Linked DNA regions of Hordeum vulgare: regions 2 and 3 are each linked to region 1. A link is a contact called in public Hi-C data. All regions are on one chromosome and are shown on one strand. The core of a region is the stretch at or near the end of the contact, and the rest is flanking DNA. Distances in the headings are between cores, read along the strand shown.

Region 1 (4,231 bases), core at 903-3,402:
CAAACGCATATATTCAGTCTCCTTTTTCTCCAAATGTTTTAGAATGTTGTTCTGCTCTTCTGCAGGAACTTCAGCATCCTGTAATTTCCTCTCCAACATCCAGCGCCTAAAAGTAGACAAAGATATTAGATCAGAATGATGACTAAATTGTAGCCAGCAAATTGGCCTCAAACAGAAGGGGCGCATCAAAGCACGACGTAGATTGAAATAAGTTACTATAATTGATGCAAAATATATGTCTTAGGGAGTAATGTTGATACAAGTTTTAACTGAGAACGAAATAAACAATCAGACGCAGGTTGTCAAAATTGCGCATTCAGAAGGCAGAAATTAACGGTGATGGTGTCAGCCAAAAGCTCTGAAACAGACGGCTACACAGCTTTCAAAATGGTTATATTAATCACCTTGAGCGAATCATTTTGAGATTAATATATCATATCAAACCTGAAAACCAATTAAGTAATATCCGGTAGTGAATTAAATGTTTTACGAAGCCACTTGTGCAACTGGGGGACTCAACAAACCGTTCAAGCTATGTACCTAATTTGGAGCTAGAGCTTTAATCCGTTGGAATTCCTATTTATGGCGGTGACAAGGTCCCGACAACTTGTGTGGCCCAAGGACTTCATCTTAACAACCTGAATCGGTGTTTACCATTCCAATCCCAACATGGCATGTGATGTGTGTACCTAAATTCTATAATATCAGATCAGTATTAAGCATCATGCTCGGTAATAGCAACAAAGAGGGTGTTTGTCGTTTTCCTACTCTACCGCATGGTAGGATGAGTGAAGTAGCAAAATCCGCAGCTAAAGCAGGGGAAAACGCGCGAATAAATTAAGTTACCAGCCTTACCTCTCTTTCCTATCTTGCAAGGACTTCATCTGGGTCTTGTAGTGGTTCTCAATGTACTGTTTTGCCGCGGCAACCTTCTGCTTGGTCGCGCTAGAAGGCGCGTCGTCGACCGGGGGCTTCCCGGGATCCTTCCCATGGCTGGCAGGCACCGCCGGGCTCTTTGACTTGTCCCGCGGCTGGAACTTCTGGAACCAACTTCTCGCGGAATCCATCGTGTGCTCACAATGGCATCATCTCCAAGACCAGAGAGCGTATTATATTGACCGATCCAGCAGCCGCCCACAAGGCCAAAGGAGCTCTGAAACGGTCAATCCCCTCCAAATGGATCAGATATCCAAATTGGCACCTTCTTTCTCCGTGGAACCCGATGCTGGGAATGATATCTATCTGGAAAAATCATAGAAAATTATCAACAGTCAGAATCGTTCGCAGCAGTTGCCATCCATCGCACGACTTACACGGGATAGGGAGGGAACGGTCAATAGAATCCTTCCAGGTTTCTCCTATTTTCGGACACGGCACATAAACCCAGTCAGAAATCCCGAAACTAAACCACAACCAGCATGAATCCTCCATCGACAGTAGCGGCTGACGCGCCGGTTACGAACTAGTAAACCGAACGTAAGATCCCAATTCCCGGCCGACCCCCCCCCCCCCCCCCCCCCCACACACACACACACAAAAAAAAAACTCGAACAGCCGCATTCCGGCGCAGAGATTCGCGGAATTGGACCCGGAAATCGCATTGCCGGAGCTCGCGCGCGCGAGGCCCCCCGAAAATCGCGGACGACGAGCGGCGCCAAAAACCCCCGTCAAACCACCCGGAAACGCCCAAGCCGCCTCTCTCGAGCCCGCGACCCCGCGGGGCGCCGAATTCCCCGCCGGGAGCGGGCCAAAACCCGCGCTCCCGACCACGGCGGCGACCGCTACTCAATCCAGGGCGAGAGAGGGAGGGAGGGGAGGGCGGGGGGGGTGGGGGGGGGGGGGGCACGGGAAGGCCCGTCCGGAGCCGCCGGCGAAACCGGGCGGCGCGGATCGGCTGGCGGGGCGCTCACCTCGGGGCCGGGGCCGGGGCGGCGGACGCGGGAGCGGATCTCGGCGGTGACCTGAGCGAAAGGTGGGAGGGGGGGGACTCACGCCCTTTTTTTTCCCTTCCCTTCACCTCGCCTCGCTCCGGGTTGGTTGTCCTTTTCGTGGGCAAAGGCCGCAAAGCGTGTGCGCGGGGGAGGAGGAGAGAGAAAAGGGCCGCCCGCCGAACAGCCGATGGGGGAGCGGAGAGACGAGCGCGTGCGTGCGTGCGTGCGTGCGTGCGAGAGAAGTGTGGCTCGCTCGCTCGCTTGGCTTTGACTCCCCCCCCAGAAACGAAACTTCCGCGTGGCTTCTCTACTCTGCTTCAACTGATTATTATTTTTTTGAGGGGGGCATTTTATTTTTTTCAATTGATTGATGGATGGAGGTCCGTTTGTTCGGGTACGGCACACGCTGCCTGCCTGCGTGCCGCCTTGGGGCGGCTCGGCAGGTATCCCGTTGGCAAACCGTGTGCCCACGTTTTCTAATTTTAAATTAAAATTAAAAGGGGTTGCTTGTATTTGTATACTCCTATATAGTTGAATGTGTTGGGTTTTTTTTAATTTCTTGAGCTGTCAGTGTATCCGGGTTTTTTTTTTGATAAGTCAATGTATCGATTTAGATATAGGAGTGGTTGTTTTTTATAAGTTGCTCACACATTAATCCTTTCTCCTTTTTATTACATGAATCAAAATTATTACACTGGGTGGGAGTTTTTTTTTCGGGTAGATTCGGTGGTTCTTACCGTGGACTTAGGAAATAATGGGAAAACCCGTTATGAAGTCGTCATGAACAGATGCTACTTCTGTAAACACGTGTGCAGCTCGCTCATAATGTAAAACTTTTGAAAGAAATCATCGCATACCATACATGTGCATCCAAGTTGTAGATTGTCTTGTTAGGCTGCGCCAGGAGTGTCAATCACCCTCCTTGACTTCTGACTTTGTCGACACGCCGTGTAGGCCGAACGCATTTGGATCCGCCTTAAGCAAAAATAAATTATTGACCGCCACATTTTTCAATTGTGGCGTCCTTGCCATCTTACATCATGATATGATTTGTCGGTACCTAGTCGTAACGGATCGTCGATGTTTTCTCATACCGGGCGGTGACAATTTGTGACATCGTCGATTCTTGTCGTGACATGATCATAATGGATCGTTCATGTCTTCTCCTCCAGGTTGGTAACGGTTGCCGACATCGTCCATTCTTGTCGTCACATGAACATAATGGATCGTTGATGTCTTCTCCTCCAGGTTGGTAACGGTTGCCGACATCGTCGATTCTTGTCGTGACATGATCATAATGGATCGTTCATGTATTCTCCTCCAGGTTGGTAACGGTTGCCGACATTGTCCATTCTTGTCGTGACATGATCATAATGGATCATTGACGTCTTCTCCTCCAGGTTGGTAACGGTTGCCGACATTGTCTATTCTTGTCGTGACATGATCATAATGGATCGTTGATGTCTTCTCCTCCAGGTTGGTAATGGTTGCCGACATCGTCTATTTGTCACCATATGCCCATGGTCGACAACACAAGTATGATGGCTTGACTCGTTGTCCCCAACGTCGCCCTAATAGGTCTCAATCAACGGTTCACCGCATCTCCACCCATGTGGCGGTAAATTGTCCATGATGAATCCCTAGCATCTCCACCTGTGGTTACGCGCTGGGCTCCGCCACAATGTTCCCTTACTTTGTTGTGTTTGTTGTGCTTATTCTTTCCTAATATGAACACAAGAACCGAATATGAAATGTTATTGATTTGTCAAATCCTAGTTGGAGGCATGATGGTGTCACGGGAGTGTTAGAAATATGCCCTAGAGGCAATAATAAATTAATTAATTATTATAATTCCTTGTTCATGATAATCGTTTATTATCCATGTTAGAATTGTATTGATTGGAAACTCAAATACATGTGTGGATACACATACAACACACTGTTCCCAATGAGCCTCTAAGGACTAGCTCGTTGATCAAAGATGGTCAAGGTTTCCTGACCATAGACATGAGTTGTTATTTGATAACGGGATCACATCATTAGGAGAATGATGTGATGGACAAGACCCAAACTATGAACATAGCGTATGATTGTGTCAGTTTATTGCTATTGTTTTCTGCATATCAGGTATCTGTTCTTATGACCATGAGATCATGAAACTCCCGGACACTGAAGGAATGTCTTGTGTGTATCAAACGTCGCAACATAACTGAGTGATTATAAAGGTGCTCTACAACTATCTTCGAAGGTCTCTGTTGGGATGGCGTGAATCGAGACTGGCATTTGTCACTCTGTATGAT
Region 2 (4,094 bases), core at 117-2,616, 170 kb before region 1:
TGATAAATAGAACACTCGCGACATAAAAAAAAAAGATCATAAGGTCATTGAGTATTCACTCATCTTCACCAAGCCAGTTAGCACTAGCAATTTGAATTGCATATGGTATCACTAGTACAGCAAGTTACACAACCCCTCAGCGTCAAATTATTTCTTTGGGGCGAATTGAGTGTAGCTCAGATGGTTATGTTCTTTGTGGTGGAACCAGCCCACCTAGGTTCAAGTCCTAGACTTGGCACGGGTGCTCGCATTTTCCTGAATTTATTCCAGGCTTTTCGGCGATGTTCATTCAATGGGAGACATGTTCTCATCGACTAAGATGTGCATGTGGTGACTTCATCTATCTCAAGACTGGCCGGCTCGGTCTCCCGGAGATGCTTATAAGGGTAGGGTGCGTTTGTGTGCGTTCATAGGAATGAGTGTATGTACGTCTTTGTGAGTGTCTAAGTACGTATTCTGTTTCTCAAAAAATAAAATGGGAATGTGTATGGATACTTTCAATTCACACTCACACTCCGACTTAGCTACCATTCATATGATGCCATCTGACTCAGTGTAACAACATGAAAAATCGGCAGCAAAAATTAGGGATAATAAATTGAAGTGCGCTTCTTAAATATAATCACCCAAGGGCAGAGTAGGGTGCCAACTAAGCAGCAGACATCCTCCTTGTGGCCCAAAATCAAAATCAGGACTAAGCTGACGCGCACACGGATCAGTACTACGTGGTACCTACCAGGTATAACAACAAGCAAAGAGACACCAATTGCAACAGTTTATCCATCACCCATCATGATCTTCCCAGCAGCAACAAACCAATCTGCGAGGGGAAACCTCACAAATCCACCAAATCTACCATGACCACTTGCTGCTGACCAAAAAAAACGACCACCACAAGCGCAATCTGATCCCCTATCCTGCACCGGCGTACAGCAACCTAGAGACCGCAGCAGGTAGGGTAATAACGAGCGAACCATCACACTTGTCGGCAGGTGAAAAGGGGGGTGTTAACGAGTGGACGGGCGAGCGAGCGGGCACCTGGGACGCGCAGGTGGCGAGGATCCGGGTCAACGCAGAGGGGGCCGCCGGCTTCCGTTCCTTCATCCAAACCCCGGCCAGATCACGCGACCATACCAGTGGGGAGAGGGGTAAACAGCAGCGGCAGCAGGGAAATTCGAGGGGGGCTTCGAGCTGGGGGGGCGGTCGAGCGAAGAGGGGTTGGGATTTGAGTCTCCTGGTTGGGGGTGGTGGTGGCGCGAGCTCGTACCGTCGTCTTCTTCACCGGCCGGTCCACGATGAGGCAGGGATGGAGAAGAAGGTCCGTCCGGGAGATGGATTCGCTAGCAGTCGAGATCGAAAAAATTCACGGCTCGGCTCGGCTCGGCGCGGTGTCTGGGCCTGGGCCTGGGCATGACGCTGGGCCGAATGATCCGCTGTACCAGGAATAGCCCGGCCTGAACCCGAAGCCCAATGGCCCTGAAAGCCTGAATTGCCTCCAAAAGGGTTTTATAAGAAAATATAGGTATGGTATGCTATATTGATGCATTCACCTAAAATACTTCAAATAATAGTATATTTTTAATATGAAAAGTGCAACCTTAGTTGTTTCGGGTCGGGTCGGGTCGAACTCAGGTTTTCGGGTTCGGGTCACACGACTTTGTACATCCAAAATAATGGAGATAAATATAATTACTCCCCCACACTATTATTTCCTCCGTTCTTAAATATAAGTCTTTATAGATATTTCATTAGAGGACTACATAAGGAGTAGAATGAGTGAATATACACTCTAAAATATGTCTATGTACATTCATATGTAATCTTTTAATGAAACCTTTAAAAAGACTTATATTTAGGAACGGAGGGAATAGGTTTCTGATAGATCCTCCTCCCTAATCTTCAGTTTTGTATCGGTACGAGACGTGCTACGAGCCATTAGATTTATTGCCATCGAAAGGCGCCCTCCATCATTTCAAGAGAGGTAATGTTTGCGACTTTTTTTTGCAAAATAGGTCATGTTGAAAAGAAAAACTTTTGCAACAGATGTTTTTCTTCAACATAGCATGTGGCGTGTGGGAGATGGTGTCGGTAGCTGCAGGACGTTCAGATGGCGGTGGCCACGCCCGAGGCAGACGGTGGTGGAAGATGGCTGGGCTGAGGACGGTAAAGACGAGAAGCACATGGGACATCGAATCACTCAGGGGCAACGATACCATGGTTGCGCCTGCTCCCTTGTGCGTGCAAGCATAGGAATGCGGGCTATGAAGAAAGTTGGAGGTAGTGGCTTGGTCGACGAAGGTGACCTCACCGACGGAGCGCGAGTTGCCGAGAGCGGTCGTCGTGATGCATGGCGACATGTTGTGCCTCTCCTCTCGCGGCGCTACTCACACGTCTCCAGTGTATCTTTTTTTTATTCCATGTTGTTATATTATTAATCTTGGATGCTTTATATGCAATAATGTGCTATTCTATATCACTTTTGGGGACTAACCTATTAACCCAGTGCCTACTGTTAGTTCCTGTTTTCCGTGTTTTTGACATATGAGAAAGTCAATACCAAACGGAGTCCAAACACGATGAAACTTTTTGGTAATTTTTCTGGACGATTTTGGACCCAGGAAGCTTCGGGAGGAGGCCACACGACGAACAAGGAGGCGACAATCCTGGAAGGTGCGCCCTAGGGGGTAGGGCGCACCCACCAGGCATGTGTCCCCCTCGCAATCCCCCCTTGCCTAATTTCACTTCTTTAAATCCCAAAATATTCCGAAGACACCATAAGAGCAACCACAAACACTTTTTCCACCGCCGCAAGTCTCTGTTCCGACGTGATCCCATCTGGAGACATTTTCCGGTGCCCTGACGGAGGGAGAATCAATCACGGTGGTCGTCTGCATCAATCTTGTTGCCTCCATGATTATGTGTGAGTAGTCCACCACAGACCTACGGGTCCATAGCTAGCACCTAGATGGCTTCTTCCCTCTCTATGATCTTCAACACCATGTTTGTCGCGATTCCCGCGGCGATCTATCCGATGTTATATTCTTTTGCGGTGTGTTTGTTGGGATCCGATGAATTGTGGATTTATGATCATATTATTGATTGAAAGTAATCGAGTATTTTATGAATTCTATTATGCATGAATTTTCTAGCTTTGTAATTCTCTCCGATATATCTGTCTAGTTTGGTCAACTAGATTGATTTATCTTAACTAGGAGTGGTGCGTTGTAATGGGTCCAATCTTGCGGTGCTCTATATCCCAGTGACAGAAGGGGACAAGACACATGTTTCTATTGTTGCCATTAAAGATAAAACGATGGAGTCTATTCATATTGTTTGAGTTTACTTTGTCTACATCATGCCATCTTGCTCCAAGCATTACTATGTTTGTCATGAACTTAATACCTAGAGAGGCAAGCATAGAAGCACTCTTGAAGTGGAGTAATAGTGGTAGATGTTGGATTGTATCGGTCTACCTGTTTATGAACGGGTGCCTATATACGTGATCATTGTCGTGAATAACATGTGATAACTATGCGCTATCCCGTCAATTGCCCAACAATAGTTTGTTCACCCACCGTGCGTTATGTTCAAGACAGAGGCCTCTAGCGAAACCTATGACTCCCGGGTGTACTTAAAAATATTTACTAGGACTCTAAAAATACCTTGCTGCAACTTAATTACTTGTTTAAACTTTTTATATTTACATCATCTATAACTATCAGAACTAATCCTTTCAAGTAATGAGTTCAAGGGGCTTGGCAACCCTTTTGCCCGCATTGGGTGCAAGTGTTTGATTTTATGTGCGTAGGTGCTGATGACGAGAGTTTGTATTGCTTCTCTTACTGGTCCGATAACCTTGGTTTTCACTGAGGGGAGTAATTATCTCTACTATATTGCTTCACCCTTCCTCTTCGGGGGAATACCCGAATTGCCCTGATGAAACTTTTCTTGTTGTTCTTTACATTCATATTTGCAAATAAGAAGTACCAAGAATTGCTTTGAGGATGCTTGAACTGCATGTTTGATGTGTGATGTTAAAAAACAAAAACTTTTGTTGTAGTGTTTGAATTTTTTTATTTCACTGGAACATGGAA
Region 3 (4,376 bases), core at 1,265-3,764, 210 kb after region 1:
TCATGTTTGGACTTCGATTGATATGGATTTTCTGCAAAACAAAAATACACAAAACAGGAAGTGACATTGGGCACTCGCTAAGTAAGTTAGTCCCAAAAATAATATAAAATGTTGGTAAAAGTATATGAAAGTTATAGTATATTGGCATGCGACAATTAAAATTATAGATACGACGGCGACGGATCAACATCCCCAAGCTTAATTCATGCTCGTTCTCGAGTAGGTAAATGATAAAAAGATAATTTTTGATGTGGAATGCTATCTAGCATAATCTTGAACAAATGTCTAATCATGATAGGACTATTAAGATACAAGTGTTTCATGGCAATAGTCTATCATTTGACAAAAGAACCATACTCCAGTTTACTACCAAACAATCATGCCCTTTTAAAATAACAATGATAAAGAATGTTATCCCTACAAAATCATATATCCTGTCATGCTTGGTGTTTCTAGCATAAAGTATAAATCATGAGCACCTTGGTGTCAAACCAAGCAATTGGACCGTACTTCTTAACGCGCTTCAGCATTTTATACCTCGCTCAATACATGAGCATGAACCATGGACATAACCTATAGATGGAATAAAGTATGGTGGCAGGTTTCGATGGAGTAAAATTGGAGAAGAAAGTCTCGCATCAACTAGGCGGATCAACAGGCTATGGAGATGCCCATCAGTCGATATCAATGCAAGGAATTGGGATTGCCATGCAACGGATGCATTAGAGCTATAAGTGTATGAGAGCTCGGCTGAAGCTAAGTGGGTGTGCATCTAACTTGCTTGCTCATGAAGACCTCGAGCATTTGAGGAAGCCCGTCATCGGAATATACAAGCCAAGTTCTATAATAAAAAAATTCACTAGCATATGGAAGTGACAAAACATGAGACTCTCTATATGAAAAAGATGATGCCATGTTGAGGTACAAGTGTGGAAAAAGAGGTAGTATCTCTATCCAATCCTACAAGTACAACCCCTTTTACTTTGTGTTCTAGTTTTGTATATTTTTTGTCCTACTTTGTATCTAGTTAACCCACCCCCTCTATTATCGATTTGGTAGCAAGCGATATAATAGGCTATTTCCAAACTACGTTTTGAGTGCGAGCGTAGCTACGCAGACAATGTAGTTGCGGGGCTGATAGTGTCTTCCTAGTTGCTCCCCCTGTGTTTGATATACTCTACTTATCAAGCGAAAGTGCTACAATGGCCTTGTGCCCTTGGAGGACATCAGTCAGCGAATCCAGAATCTCCTACGCCTCCACTTCCATCTCCTGTCGATCGGGTAACCACGCACAAATCTCGTGCAAGTGCATCCTCTTGCGTGTATCTCTCCCCGCAAGCCGCCGCAGCCACATCTCCTCCAGCACCACCATCTCTCTGATTTGCCTCTTACTCTCTCCGGGTCTGTGATGAGGAAGAGACGAGGAGGCGGTGTGAAATGAGAGGCTTCCCGATTGAAGATGGGGATTGAATGTCTCCACTAATTCAAAAAATGCCATTTTGTGTCGCCCGAGGGAATCTCCACCATGCACCCATCGAAATTCTCGATGCTTGCAAAGTGGCACGCGAATTGAGCAGTGGTACACGGTACAAACTCATCTGTACTCGAGGAGTCCCGCCGCCGGGAGATCCAGGATGTACCACGCCGGCCATCGTTCAATTCCCCCCTTCCCCATCCGTGTCGTCATAGGTACCTCCTTGACGCCTTTAGAACAAGCTCGATGTCTACGGCCTCGCCGACGGCGTCGCCCTTATCGGCATGCCGGCTCCACACAAGCTTGAATATCGCGTGGATCAGATCAGGATGGAAGGTCTCGTCACGGTGCTTGTGCTTTGCGCGTCTCTTCATCGTCCATGGTGACTCCGATAATGTACTCATTTAGTTAAGTTGTTGCCCGAAACAACGCATAGACATTTAACTAGCGATTAAAGATATAATAAAAGATGTGATTAAAGATGCCCTAAACAAATCGCCCGAGCAAACATGCCCGCTTAAACCAAAACGCACATGCTTCTCGCACGCGAGCATGAAAAAAAACAGGGCGTCGATCAGACCTGGCCAAACGGGCCGGCACGGCCCATCCAGGCACGTTTATTAGTCGGGTCGTGTCGTGCCGGCTCATGGGCTACGCCTTCAGGCCCAGGCATGGCCCGATTATTAAACGGGCCGACGTGTTTGCCTGATTAGAACGCTGGAATGCATATTTTTAACCTTATGAACTTATTTTTGAGCTTATTGAACTATATTTTTGTATATATATATATTAAAAAAAAAAAACGGTCCGTGTCGTGCCGGCTCGCGTGTCCAGCCTCCAGACCTAGACACAGCCCGAGGCGTGCTTCATTGCGGGCCCGAACACGATTAACCCATGCCGGGCCGGGCTCGTGTCGTGCCCGACACGCGGGCTGTCGGGGCGGCCCATTTACCTGGCCCGGCGTCGATGAGCAGTTCGACCTCTCGCTCTCGATCTACTACCCTCCTTTTTCCCTGTTTCCATCCACTCCTCCACGCGGTCAAGTTAAACGAGACTCCAAACTAAACGCACACCCCACCACACCGCCCAACCCGAGCCCAGCAGCAGCAGCAGCAGCAGCAGCAGCAGGGCATCGCACTCACCGACGCAGCCCGCCTCCACCTCCGCCGCCTGCCCGCGACGGCAAGCGCGGGGCCGGGCTCCCCACGGCGGGCGGGCGCCGCCGCCACACAACTCCGGGATCTCGAGGTAGTTGCCCGCTTCCCGCCCCCCGACGCCTTTTCTCCTCTCGCTTTTCCTTTTCTTTTTTTTGAAAGGCTCTTTCTCCTCTCGCTTGTTTGCCGCCAAAGCCCAAACCTCGGCGCTCCGTCCCTGGATACGCCGGCGGGCGGCGGGGGAGTCTGGCCAGTGGCTTGGGGAATTCTGGTTAGGATTTGGGGTTCCAGCTGTCAGATCTCCGGGTGACCTGGTCTTGGTGCTGAATGCTGCGAGTTTTCGGTCAAGATCCCGCGAGTTAGGTGAGCAGTTCGGATCTTTGAGATGCGAAAAATCTGTGTCAAGGGTGGGATTTTTTTGGGGACTGAGATTTGCTCCTGTTTACTCAATCTGTACAATTGCGCAATGCGTGGGCATTATGTGCTTCATTGGGAAACCCGTGATCAGTTGTTAGTTCATTCATGCTTACGGTTATGCGTCCAAGCTTGGTTTCGTCGTGTCCGAGGAAAACACTTAGCACTATGGTAGGTAGAGTGATATGTGTTAGATCAATCTCAGTCCGTATGCAGTACATGTCTCGATGTGCTTGTTCAATCATCTAGACGAGCATGTTTTCCTTCGTAAATGGTTCTGAAATCCATGAGTATCTTGCAATGCTTTCTTTGTTTCTCTGTTAATGTAAAGGTTGTGACAGTCTAAACCATGTGTCCTGCAAATCACAGTTTTCATTTCAAGCATGGTTGATGATAGTGTAGGATTCCAAATCTTTTCTCACATTTTGATAACGGTAAACGTAATGTTCATGTCTCGATTCATCTAACTGGGCGATGTTGGTTTTTCCATCTCCATTGAGCAGGTAGCTTGAGTTAATGTGCAGTATATAGTGATTTGCATGTCTTAAATTGCTTGTGAGATCAGTAAACTGCTATGGGTATATGAAACACAGCTGAAGAAGCCCCATATTGTTTTGTATCGGTGAATGATCAGTATTTTGTCTGTTACAGATCTTAGTATCCCTAGAGATGGAAGGAACAAATACAGGTTTATGGTAAACCCTGGTAAATTTTCGTGGGAGGTCAACAAGTGGCAGCCTGATTAAGACTGCTACACCACTTTGTGGTTCATCTCTAATCAGTGATGAAGAGAATGAAGATCCCAAAGCGTTATGTCATAGTATTGCTGACATTCATCTGCACAAATGTTTGTTACATTGAGCGTGTGGGTTTCTCAATTGCGTACACCGTGGCAGCTGATGCAATCAACGTGAATCAAGCAAACAAGGGCCTGATACTCTCCATGTTCTATTATGGTTATGTTTTGTCGCAAATTCCTGGTGGATGGGCAGCTCAGAGATTGGGAGGGAGACGTGTTCTGCTGCTGTCATTCCTGTTGTGGTCTTTGATATGCGGTCTAATTCCACTAGACCCTAACAGAGTAGTCATTCTGGTCCTTTCTCGCCTTTTTGTTGGTGTAGCACAAGGTTTCATATTCCCTGCCATTCACACAGTTCTGGCACAATGGGTGCCACCACAGGAGCGCTCTCGCTCAGTGTCGTTAACAACCTCAGGGATGTACCTCGGGGCAGCTGGTGGCATGCTGTTTTTCCCAAGTCTAGTGAAGCACATGGGACCCCAATATGTATTCTTTGTCGAAGCAGTACTTGGAGTAGCATGGTCTGTAATATGGT

What was found. A called contact is a pair of places that touch in the nucleus more often than the background predicts.
Region 2: a contact with region 1 is called in a Hi-C map of leaf, with 2.0 times the contacts expected there. The contact joins the promoter of LOC123447376 here to the promoter of LOC123447406 in region 1. A contact is called at or near these places in 3 of 6 Hi-C or Micro-C datasets (leaf and seedling).
Region 3: a Hi-C map of leaf shows a contact between it and region 1, with 10 times the contacts expected there. The contact joins the promoter of LOC123447417 here to the promoter of LOC123447406 in region 1. A contact is called at or near these places in 4 of 6 Hi-C or Micro-C datasets (leaf and seedling) and 1 of 1 datasets of contacts at active chromatin or transcription factors (embryo).

Annotation. Positions count from the first base shown.
Region 1 is chr1H:480,495,278-480,499,508 of MorexV3_pseudomolecules_assembly, forward strand. LOC123447406 (serine/threonine-protein kinase tricornered-like) reads right to left here and starts at 2,153. Exons shown (of 14, transcript XM_045124004.1): 1 at 1,911-2,153; 2 at 856-1,242; 3 at 1-106. The coding sequence starts at 1,067.
Region 2 is chr1H:480,324,458-480,328,551 of MorexV3_pseudomolecules_assembly, forward strand. LOC123447376 (regulator of MON1-CCZ1 complex) reads right to left here and starts at 1,367. Exons shown (of 14, transcript XM_045123983.1): 1 at 1,039-1,367.
Region 3 is chr1H:480,706,997-480,711,372 of MorexV3_pseudomolecules_assembly, forward strand. It overlaps LOC123447417 (probable anion transporter 7), which reads left to right and starts at 2,515. Exons shown (of 2, transcript XM_045124023.1): 1 at 2,515-2,722; 2 at 3,546-4,376. The coding sequence starts at 3,827.